Regions from separate parts of the Sus scrofa genome. Here region 1 is linked to region 2. Evidence: chromatin contacts called from public HiChIP or PLAC-seq data. All regions are on one chromosome and are shown on one strand. The core of a region is the stretch at or near the end of the contact, and the rest is flanking DNA. Distances in the headings are between cores, read along the strand shown.

The links. HiChIP or PLAC-seq counts read pairs in DNA pulled down with a chosen protein or histone mark.
Region 1: a contact with region 2 is called in an H3K27ac HiChIP or PLAC-seq map of skeletal muscle, with 8 times the contacts expected there. The contact joins the enhancer-like site here to the promoter of CASQ2 in region 2. A contact is called at or near these places in 20 of 47 Hi-C or Micro-C datasets (adipocytes, alveolar macrophages, brain and 11 more) and 1 of 2 datasets of contacts at active chromatin or transcription factors (skeletal muscle).

Annotation. Positions count from the first base shown.
Region 1 is chr4:104,955,175-104,960,689 of Sscrofa11.1, forward strand. CASQ2 (calsequestrin-2) reads left to right here. Exons shown (of 12, transcript XM_021089995.1): 7 at 4,270-4,400. Among named protein-coding and RNA genes, the nearest start is that of CASQ2, 40 kb to the left of the region's middle. Within about 2 kb of position 3,282, at least 7 of the 83 cell types and tissues checked have an H3K27ac peak or open chromatin away from gene starts, as enhancers often do. A contact at or near this core is called in embryonic fibroblasts and skeletal muscle, where this site is marked.
Region 2 is chr4:104,915,931-104,921,616 of Sscrofa11.1, forward strand. It overlaps CASQ2 (calsequestrin-2), which reads left to right and starts at 2,274. Exons shown (of 12, transcript XM_021089995.1): 1 at 2,274-2,646; 2 at 2,649-2,803. The coding sequence starts at 2,571.

The DNA.
Region 1 (5,515 bases), core at 2,032-4,531, 40 kb after region 2:
CTCCCCCTCGACATTGAACACAGTTGCACTAAGTGGACTTGATGATGCATTTGGGACTTGAGAACTTGCCCTCATCAGTTGGGGAGCGGGGGAAAATGGTGGGGTCCAGAAGGCATGGCTGCGTCCAGTCCAAGCCTCAGCGGCGGCCAGTAGGGGCTGCTGGAGCAAGGAGAGGTGGGTGGAAGGACCTGTTTGGGAGACACATGCTAGGGAACCCAGAGGGACCTGGGAAAAGGGAGGTGCTTTGTGGAGGTTGAAGTCAGGAGAGGCAAGGGCCCGGGAAGCACAGTACAGTCCTAATCATGGAAAAACAACTGGCTGGTGTTGAAATGGCAGGAGGACCTGGCCACTGTTGAGATAAAGGAGAGGAAGACGAGAGAAAACACAACAATAACTGAAGATTGGGCGTCTCTGCTTCAAGACAGCAACGACTGTACAGCTATGAAAACATTAGGAAATCTTGGAAGAAGAATCTCCTGAGGAACATAAGAGGGCGAGATGAGTCCTCATTTCTACAAGTTGAGAAGACCTTCCGCTGGGTGGAGTTTTCATTTATTCACTCATTTGCTCACTTAGCACATATGTATTGAGTGCCTTTTTTGTGCCAAGCACTCTTCCAGATGCCAGGGATGCAACACTGGAGCAGAAAAGTTGCCTGTCCTTATGGAATTGAGAGTTTACGCTATGGGGCTGGGGAAGAAGATGGGAAGACAGAAAGTAAACAAACCAATAAATACCTTATATTAAATATATGAGTTGGAGAACTGTAAAGAGAATGAAATATCCGGGCTGCTGATGTAGATTTGGGAGTTTAGTAGTTTCTAACCACTGTCCATGTTTGTAGGCCCTGAAGTGCTTTTATTTATTTTTTTTTAATTTAATTTTATTTTTTTCTTTTTTAGGGCCACACCCATGGCACATGGAGGTTCCCAGGCTAGGGGTCGAATCAGAGCTACCGCTGCTGGCCTACGCTACAACACAGCAACACAGGATCTGAGCTGCGTCTGCCACCTGCACCACAGCTCATGGAAACACCCAATCCTTAACCCGCTGAGCAAGGCCAGGGATCAAACCCACAAGCTCGTGGTTCCTAGCCAGATTCGCTTCTGCTGCACCACAAGGGGAACTCCCCAACGTGCTTTTAAAAGCATGGATTCTTGGGCCTCACACCTGGAAATTTGGGTTTTTTAGGGTTGTGACCAGGCCCTAAAATGTGCATTTTCTAAAAGCTCCCTGGGAGAGTTTACTTGGCATGAAGGTTTGGGACTAACATCTATGGATCTTGATCCTGTGCAAGGGCCCACCCCCTCTGAAACAAGTGGAACAAGAGGGAGTCAGAGGGCCAAGGACGGTGTCCACTCTATGGCACTTTACAGCCTGAAAAACGTCAGTTCCAAGTATCCCATGCCACCTCCCACTGCCCTGTTCTTTTCCTGAAGTGAACCGTGAGAAGCAAAATCATTTTCTGAACCGCACTAGACCAAAAGAAGCTGTGATTCTCTAAACAAAGTTGGTGGAGAAGACATTGAGAAGATCTAAATTCATTGCTTTGGTTTCATCTGCAACAACTGAAATGGCTTAAGAACTTGTAGAAGAAATATCTGTCAGCAAAATTCATACACATGCAAATTTCAGAAAAGTGGCCATTTACTCTGTAATTTTATCTTTTTTTTTTTTTTGTCTTTTATTGCTATTTCTTGGGCCGCTCCCGCGGCATATGGAGGTTCCCAGGCTAGGGGTCGAATCGGAGCTGTAGCCGCCAGCCTACACCACAGTCACAGCAACACCAGATCCAAGGCGTGTCTGCGACCTACACCACAGCTCATGGCAATGCCGGATCCTTAACCCACTGAGAAAGGCCAGGGATCAAACCCACAACCTCATGGTTCCCAGTCAGATTCATTTCTGCTGTGCCATGACAGGAACTCCTAAGTTTTTTTTAAGCACAAACGAATTCATTATATAGACAACATCAGCTACTACTAATAAAATCCATTCTAATTTCATTGTACCCTCCATGAAGCAGGTCTGGGTCCCTTGGATCCAGAAGGCCCCACTAAATACTTACTGAATAAATGAATGAATCAGTGCCTCAGTCAATCAAATCTCCTTCCGTCTTTACCACCCAAGACACGATTAAAAGAATGGGAAAAAAAAGGACTCTCTGAGATTCAAGGTGAGGAAGCTACAGTGGGGATATGGATACAGTGAGCAGGCCTCGGGAAATGTTTGCTCAGGTCGCCAAGGCTTCATTTTAGGAACAGCATAATCCCACTTTACATTCTTGGTCTTAACGTTAGAGACACACACGCGCACACACGCACACTCACACACACGGGTGTATCTACCCTGCCTACCTCAGCAGAGGTTCTGCTGAGCTCCTTTCCACCTTCAGAAGCCTTCATTCTAGCACACGATGCGGGGGATGAACTGGTGTTACAGGAGAAACAAGGAGACCTCCACTGTGACATGCGCAGGGCCAAGGTCACATTTAAAGGACATAAATTCCCTCTTGTCCAGTGTCCAGGAGACAGTAATTTTCAAATGAAAGAAGAATTGGAATGGAGGCAAACTGGTAGTTTAGAACGCTTCACTGGACAAATTGCAGACTCACATTGTGCCTCGGGTTCATCATTTGTGAAAATCAGCATAATAATAGCTCTGACCTCATACAATCAAAGTGGGGTTTCAGAAAGTAATCAACTTAAAACACTCTGCCACAGCGCCTGGCACCTAGTAAGCACGCCATGTGCCTGCTATTATTAGTTTTTGTTCATCCGGTCCCTTCCCACTTCTTAAAAGCACAGTTTCCTGGCACCTACAATGAGCAGTTCATGAACTCAGAAAACCAGAATCCAATGTCATTTTCCAGCCCATCCTATCATGGGCCCAGCTTTGCGATGAAGTGTGTGTAAACCCAAATAGTGGTTGTATGGTTGCTGTTTCCTCCACTTTCCCCAACTACACTGTCCAGCCCATCATCCACACCCCATCCCACCCCTCGGAAGCGGGGAAAAGGCAAGGAAAGACCCCACACCTTCTTGTCTCTGAAAACAAAATCAACATGACCATAAAAATCTCTTTGACTGACTGTGGCTCCTAACACAGCCTGTTTTCTTTAGCTCTGGGTAGGATTCTGATATTTCTTTCCCTTAGGTATCGTTTGGAATAGAGGGACCTGGAATTAATAGCAATTGATGACTAAAGCCATAGGAATACCAACTGTTTGCTCCGAATGGACCTCCTTGTGTTGCTGCTTATGTAACACCCAGCTCCTCCCTCTCCCCAGTTAGTCACGGCTGCCCGGGGCCTCTGCACCGTGGGTTACCACCACAGGGCGTCAGCTCTTAGGCAATTCCTCTTTAGTTTCAAGGGAACCACTGTTCATCCCTGTGCTTTCTCGGACCACAGCTCTGAACCAGAAGAGAATGGCATTTGGTTTTCTACAGAGCATTGCACATTCCAGGCCTCTCAAATCATTTCACAAAAGGAGATGTGAGTTCAGCAGCTCTGCAGGCGAACACAGCAACCATTCTGCTCTGACCGGACGGTGCGGCCACGTTGATCAAGAGAGCAGATGGCTTCGGGGCTGTGGGCTAGCTCCCCATGCTTTTTATCTGGTACAGGGTGAGCCACTCATCCTAGCTAGTTGGGTACTATCCTGGTGTTAGCACTGGACCCTGGGAAACCTCTCCACCCTGGACAAACCAGGATGGTGGGTCACCTTCTAACTGGTAACCAACCAGGCAGTTCCCATAGCCTGAGAAACTATCAAACAAGCCCAGGACTCAGGGACAGCCCTGGGGCCAGTGCTTCAACCAAAACAGCAATTAGAGTTTATGAGCTGATGGAGGTCAGATTAATGGGCTGGCCTCTGATTCCAAGTACCTGTATGCTTTAAATGGTTTCCATCAATTGCCTATTCTCTCAAAATTGGTTCAATTAGACCCATACATCCCAGGACACTGAACATGATCCATTGACATTCGCTTCCTCCTCCAGCCCCTGGCAAATACCATAAAGTGGTTGTGAGTGTGGAATTAAATTTCCCACCTTCCTTTTTGACGGCTCTCTGCCCCGATTGGACCTCATTTGCCAGATAGGTTTTTTTTTTTTTTCTTATCTGTCCTTTGATCACAAAAGGAGATGGGTCTGGCCAGGCCTTGAGTGACAAGTTCCTATCATTTCAACACACAGACTCGTAGCCGGACAACCCACTGCTACTCTAGGCCAGTGTTCAAGGCAACAACTGTCTTGTTTCTGTTACAGGTTGCAAAGAAATTGTCCTTGAAGATGAACGAGGTTGACTTCTACGAGCCATTTATGGAAGAGCCCATTGTCATCCCTGACAAACCTTACACGGAAGAGGAGATTGTGGAGTTTGTGAAGGAGCATCAAAGGTGCCTCAGATGGCGTGCAGGGGAGGTGGGGGCTGGGGGGGGGGGTGACGAGAGCCTGGGGGCTGAAGAAGCCGTTCAGTCCTGCCATCTCAGACGCCTGAGGGCGACAACCAGGAGTGAGTATCCCAGCAGAACTGAACTCACTGTGGCTCTGCTGGTCATTGGTCCGCGGCGGGCATTTTCTGACTATGGATCTACACTTGCCAGCAAGCTCAGCCCACTTTGTCGCAGGGAGGAAGGCACCGCACACAGCAAGGTGTCGGTACGGTGATAGCCATGCTAGTGATTTAGTGACAGCCTCCTAAAGTAGGTGCTTCTGGAAGCTACTTTCCCTAATCTTCAACAGTAGGCGGTAATTATTATTATCCTAACCGTACAGATCAAGGAACTGGGCGCGGGGTAGTCAGGTCACTTAGCCCGGGATGCACAGGTTATGCACAGAACTTCTGGGAGAGGAATATTTGATCCCACTAGCTCTAGCATAGATCAGCATCCTCTTTCTGTAAAGGGCCAGGTAATAAATAGTTCAAGTTTTGAAGGCCAGATGGTGTCTGTTACAGATATTCACTTCTGCCCTGGAGTGTGCAAGCCATCATAGGCCGTACGTAAACAAATGGGTTTATATATGGGTTTACAAATAGACGTTTATTTCTAAAAATAGGAGCCCTGGGCTGGATGTGGCCCATCAGCTGTAGTTAGCCAACCCCAGCTCTTGAAGGAGGGACTATCCTGGAACAGGGAGCACAGGGGTGGGTTCACCGCCCCACCCAGCCACCCACCCCTCGCCCCTCCCCAAGCTCCCATTTGCTCATTGAACCTGAAACTCCGTCTTTCCATCACCTGGTCGGCCTTGGTCCCTACACAGAAGCAGCACTTGGAGGAAATTTCGACATGTCTAACACTATTTGACAACCTTCAAAAAGAAATGAAACCATGAGCAAAATAGAGATCCGACCCGTTCCTTCAAATGTCCCTAAAGGGCTTTGGATGGGTGACCCTGGTGACAAAGCAACGGTAGTTCTGGGCTGTTTTCTGTCCTGGGTCTCTTCAGTCTGGGTTCTCAGGAGAGGCACCTGTCCATGAGGAGGGAAATGGCTTGTTGGCCTGGGCGTGAC
Region 2 (5,686 bases), core at 1,024-3,523:
AAGAAAAGAAAAAAAAAAAAAAAAAAGGCAAGCAAGAAAGAAAAATCAGAAGAATCCCTTGTTTACAAAACAAATATATTACAGTTGGTGAGCAGGACGTAAGCAAAGGAAAAACAAAAACAATAAATCGCAGCCAGAAAAAAAATGGCTGGGACATAAAAAGTAGATGAGGCAAACCTAACCAAGAGTGGGGCACACATTTAGGCCCCCACCTCTGGGTGTGGGTGGACAGTGGGAAATCTGATCACCCCAACATGTGTCAGTGGCCACACTGTCCTCAGGGCTGGGCTTTGAGGCTCCCAATAGAGCTGGGACTTAGGGACAGGAACTTTCCACACTGGGACTTTTTTTTCCATTCATACACAGCTGGTCATAAGCCAAATCTGATGGCTAGACTGATTTTTTTTTTTTTTTAATTATCCCTTTGCCCTGGTATTTTTCATCCGTTGCAAGTCACTGGGAAATTCAAAGACGCAGATTTTAAACATCTCCAAATTTTTTTTTGTAACATTAAAAAAAAGCATATATTATGCAAAGTGGAGCAAATTCTAAGTAAAGATAATCCAATGAGATTGGGACAACTGGGAACAGTTTTAAGAAGCTGACCTGGAAAAGTCAAGACATCCATTGTTACACTTGGAAATCTTTTTCCCCCTAAATGTTCTAAAGAAAGCAGAGACCTCATCTCCAGTGTCGGCCAATGACTCAAAAAGCTAACCACATCTTAGAACGGCTATTCTTGGCTCCATCTTTAAAAGCCTGGAGAATTTACCATCAGAAAGAAGTGAATGGTGCCATAGGTTTCAATGAGAGGGTCCCCCAGGTCCTGGCTTCCTGGACACGAATGTACCCTGAAGACAGGGCCCATCAGCTTGGCTCTCAGCATCAGGCCCTCTGGCTGTAGAGGGGCTTGGTCTCACTCACGTGGGCCACCGAACGTCTTTTTTTCCTTCTGTCCCCTGCCAAGTTTGTGCAGGACAGTATCCTTGCTATTTCCAAAGCTGATTTTCTAACCAAAGAAAGACAAAATCTTGGCCCGAATCATGACAGCCATCGACTGCTCTAAAGAGTGGAAAGACTGTTTAACCAGAACAGGTGGAACCACTTAAGAACAAAACAGGGCATCTTGTGGGGGTACTGCCCTATCCGAGTGAAAGCAGCCCGGAGCACAGGGCAGTTAGTAATACGATCTCTGATGAGGTGCTGAACCCCCCATGCAATGAACCCTAATCACATGTGCCCTGATTGTCTGCTGGATTCAAGAAGAAAATGCATAGAAAAGAGTTTGCAAACCCTCACTATTAGAAACTGACAAGTAAGTATAATAACCCCTGTTCCACCATCTCCAAGAAGAATGAAGTAACCATAATAGCGGCCGCGTTTGGTAACTGCTTTGCACCACGCTTTTCCATCTCTGTTCCAAACCTCACAATATAGTTGTAATTATCCCCATTTTACACAGATGGGGGGACCTGAGAATCAAAGAGAGGGGGTGACGCTCCAATGTCCATTCAGCTGCTACGAGGCAAAGCCTAGATTTGAACTCAGATCTGTCCAACTTCTGGACGCTCTACAGCAGTCTGTCTCTAATGAAGAGGAAAGGGGTAAAAATGGTACATTGGGTGCTAATGTTAAGACAAGACAGATGCAGGGGTAAGAGCGCAAAACTGAAGGGGGTTTCTGAGCAAGACTGCTGACTTTTCATTTAATTTTAAGCTGGGCACAGGAACTGGTGTCAGCGGTGTTCAGCTATGGGCAGGGGTGGAAGGAGAAGAATGGTGACCCCGGGTGGGCTGGGGCCTCTGGAGCTCTTCCCATGGAGAAAGGGTGTCCCTGTAGCCCTTGCCCAGTGACGGCACAGCAGCCAGCCAGGGAAAGGCAGGGGCAGAATGTCAAGTCCACCTGGGGGTCCGTCTGATCCCCATGTCAGCAGTGAGGGGTAGGGGATGAGCAGCCTGCCAGGCCAGGACAGGCTGAGATAGCTCCCTGCGGTAATGCACTGATTCAGTAGCATCTGAGTGGCCCCTGTACACCCAAGCCTCTGCACAGCTTCCTGGTCCCTCAGTCCCATCTCTCCCTCCCCTCCCTTTCCCCTCCTCCCTCTGAGTTCATTTCTCTCCTCTGACCTTCCCGGCCTCCTCGTTTTATGGGCACCCTGCCTGCCTCCCGCCTCCTCCCTCTCCATCAGCCTGACAAACTCTATCAGCGAATCCCTCAGCGGTGCCATATCTAACTTTTTTATTCATTGCCTGATTTATTTTTAGCCTGAAACAACTGCATCCTAAAAATGGAGTTCCTGATGAGCCCGGGGCTGGGCAGAGCTATGCGAGGTATCTGGGGCTTGGCGGTCCAGCCTGGCTCTTGCTCCGCACGCATGTGTGAGAGCCTGCGCTCGCTCCTCCTGAGCCCACAATTACACTTCTCCGCCGGAGGAGGTGACCGGGGCGGGGTTCTCCGACCCAGGCAGGGCCGAGGAGAGAGACCGCAGTGGCTTCTCTGCTCCCAAGGGCTCTCAGGTCCTCTCTCCTGCACGCAGTGTTTCGGGGGAAGAAGAGCAACACTTTGCCCAGATGAAGAGAACGCACCTGCTTGTGCTGGGGGTCTACCTGCTGTCCTCCTGCGGGGCGGAGGAGGGGCTGAACTTCCCACCTATGACGGCAAGGACCGCGTGGTCAGTCTGACCGAGAAGAACTTCAAGCAGGTTTTGAAGAAATACGACTTGCTCTGCCTCTACTACCACGAGCCGGTGACTTCGGATAAAGTCTCGCAGAAGCAGTTCCAGCTGAAAGAAATTGTGCTGGAGGTGAGTTGGGGGGGCGCGGAGCACGGGGTCCCCGTGGGCGGGAGGCGGCCAGTGGTTGGGATGCGGGGCGCCAAGGATCTCTCCTGAAGTCTTGCCCCCCTTTCGGTCGCATGCACATCTGAAGATCTTGTTGCAAAGCGGCGATGTGTGAAAACCAGGGGTGGGTTCAGACTCTTAGCTGAATGGGTCGCGTGATGCACAGTCTGCGAAGATGTGACGTCTGTCCTCAGAGGGGCCTCTGGATTTCTCAAGGGCAAGAGTGCCAGCTACTCCTTTTCTAAGAGAATGGTAAAGCTTTAGTTTAAAAGCCCACCTGAGATGACATTCGGGGTCATGCGTGGGGTTTGTTCTGCCGTGCTAAGTCCTTACTCTTTGCTCCTGTAAGTCTTCCCACCTCCTGGGGAAGCAGGAGGCATTTGACCTTGCCTCTCTCACCGTCAGATGAGGAATATCAGGAAGCCATGCTCCTCTCCTGTGACTCAGTTTCGGTCAATGTCACACAGGGTAGATGTGGGAAGATTTGAACTGTACCTTCACTAACAGGGATTTTTTTTTTTTTTCTAAGAAAGTTCTTGGTGTGAGCTCAGGGAAGATGCTGCAGCCATTCTTATTCTGTCTGCATGGCATGGCCTGGCTATAAACCTGGCACTGTGGCTTGTTCTCTAATCCTGCGTGAGTGCCCCAGGGACTCCTCCTGTGGCTCCTCCTGGACAGTTTCAGATCGCTTACACTCAGGAGCACCTGTCAGTGCCAAGAATTCTAGTAGGCACCAAGATCCCTTATCGTTCCCATGCCCAGCTCAGCCCAGACACAAATCTATGAGAAGGACTGTTGGAGAATTACAGCAATTTATTAACCAGCACAGCCAGAAAGCTCAGCTTAATCAAATGCCCCTTTTCTTTCTTTTTTTCCAGTTTTATGGAGAAATAAGCAACATAACGTTACCATCAAATATTTTGATGAACAGAATTACCATATAAAACCATGGGGATTTTAATTCTCAAAAAATTGACTGTAACAAAATCCAGGAATGCCATCGCAAACCCATCAAAATGTTCTTGATAATTTGAAAAGCATCGAAGGCGCTCCCTGGTGGGCTAGAGGTTAAGGATTTGGCATTGTCACTGCTGTGGCTTGGGTTCGGAACTTCTGCATGCCAAAAAATAAAAAAATAAAAAGCACTGCAGAGCAGAATCCTGTGTCTCCTGATCGTCATACACACACCTCTTTTCAGAGGATTTATATACAGCAGTGTGGGCATTACAGAGAGCTCTGATGGACAAAAAACTTAGTATTTTTTAAAATCTCTCCACTGCCATCATCTTTTTCCTCAGGCTCCATCCTGAGGCCTGAATGTTGAAGCTCAGTTCCCTCTGGGGGTTATAAGCGAAGAGGAAGCAGAGACAGTTACTAGGTCTTTGTACTATATATACGGAAAATTGCAGGCTGGAAAAACCAGGACATACAGCACAGCTGCTGTTCTGCCCATGAAACCCTCAATCACGTTATCAACTCCATTGCAAACTGCCCTGCCCAATTATAGACCTTTTTATGAAAAGTTAATCAAAGGCATAAGGTTCTACCATGTATGCTCATCAGTGTCCACTTAGCCTAGAACTCGAAGAGAATGCCAGTGCAAGCACTGACCCCCATTTCTGGTTCACTGTCAGAGTAATACACACACACACACACACACACACACACCACACACACACACACAACTCCCCAAGAATCTATCTCCCTCAGAGAGAATTCTTATTCCCAATCAAAATCCTGAGAAGGGGCTCTGCCCTGGGTTCACCATCGCTCCAGGCACCTTTGATCCCAGAGCACCCAGCAGAGACTGACAAGGTGGAAGTTCAGCACAGGCGACAGTGTGATGCCCGCTAGGCTGCTCAGTCACTGTAGGAAAGAGATCACAGAACTTGGAGTCAGGAGATCGGGCTTTATGTTCTGGCTTTGCCTCTTCCAGATACACGACAGAGGGCAAGTTCCTTAATTTCGCTGCACCTCCTTTTAAGTCTGGAAAAAATAATAACTATCATACAGGCTTATGAGATGATTAAATAATAATAGTTACCATTTATTGAATGCTTGCTGTGTGCAGAGATTGTTCTAAGTGCTTTGCATGTGGTAGCTGGTTTGATCCTTACAGTATCTCTCTAAATTAGGTACAGTTACTCTCCCCATTTTATAGAAGGGGACACTGAGGCACAGGGAGGCCAAGGTCACTTGACTAGTGCAGGTGAAAGCAGCCTTGGCCCCTACACGGCGTTACTGCTCGCATCGAATGAGACAAGGTACAAGGACTGCTGATACCCTGTTCAAGAGGGTTTCCAGAATCTTCCTTAAATAGAGCACTCAGCCTGTGGGCTGGCCTGGTGATGCAGCTGTACCACTCACAAGGCTGAGAAGCACAGACCCTGGGCCACTGCTCCTGCAAACATCCCAACCTCGGCCATTGGGTTCCCTCCATGAGGGTCGAGGTGGGGGGCTTTGCAGAGATACGGTCAGCAGCAGGCTGTTCCACAGAATCCAGAACAAAAATGGTTCCGGAATCCCGTGAGTGATGGGAGGGTGGATGAGAGCCTCTACGTTTTGTTCCTGGTCAAAAAACCGCTATTGTCTTCTTAATTCTCTGGTCTCAAACCTACACTAAGGAAAATATTCTGCCAGTTACAGGGTTATGTCCGTTTGGTATAGAAGGAGGGGAGGAGGCAGTGCCCAGTGGATGTCTAGGAGGCAGTGAAAACTCAGCCCTGGGCAGACAGCACAGTAGAGCTGGGCTCCTGTCATCTGAATAGTTTAGGAAGGTGATTTGGCTTGATCTTTGGCCACGCTCAGCGGGTTAAGGATCTGGTGTTGCCGTGAGCTGTGATGTAG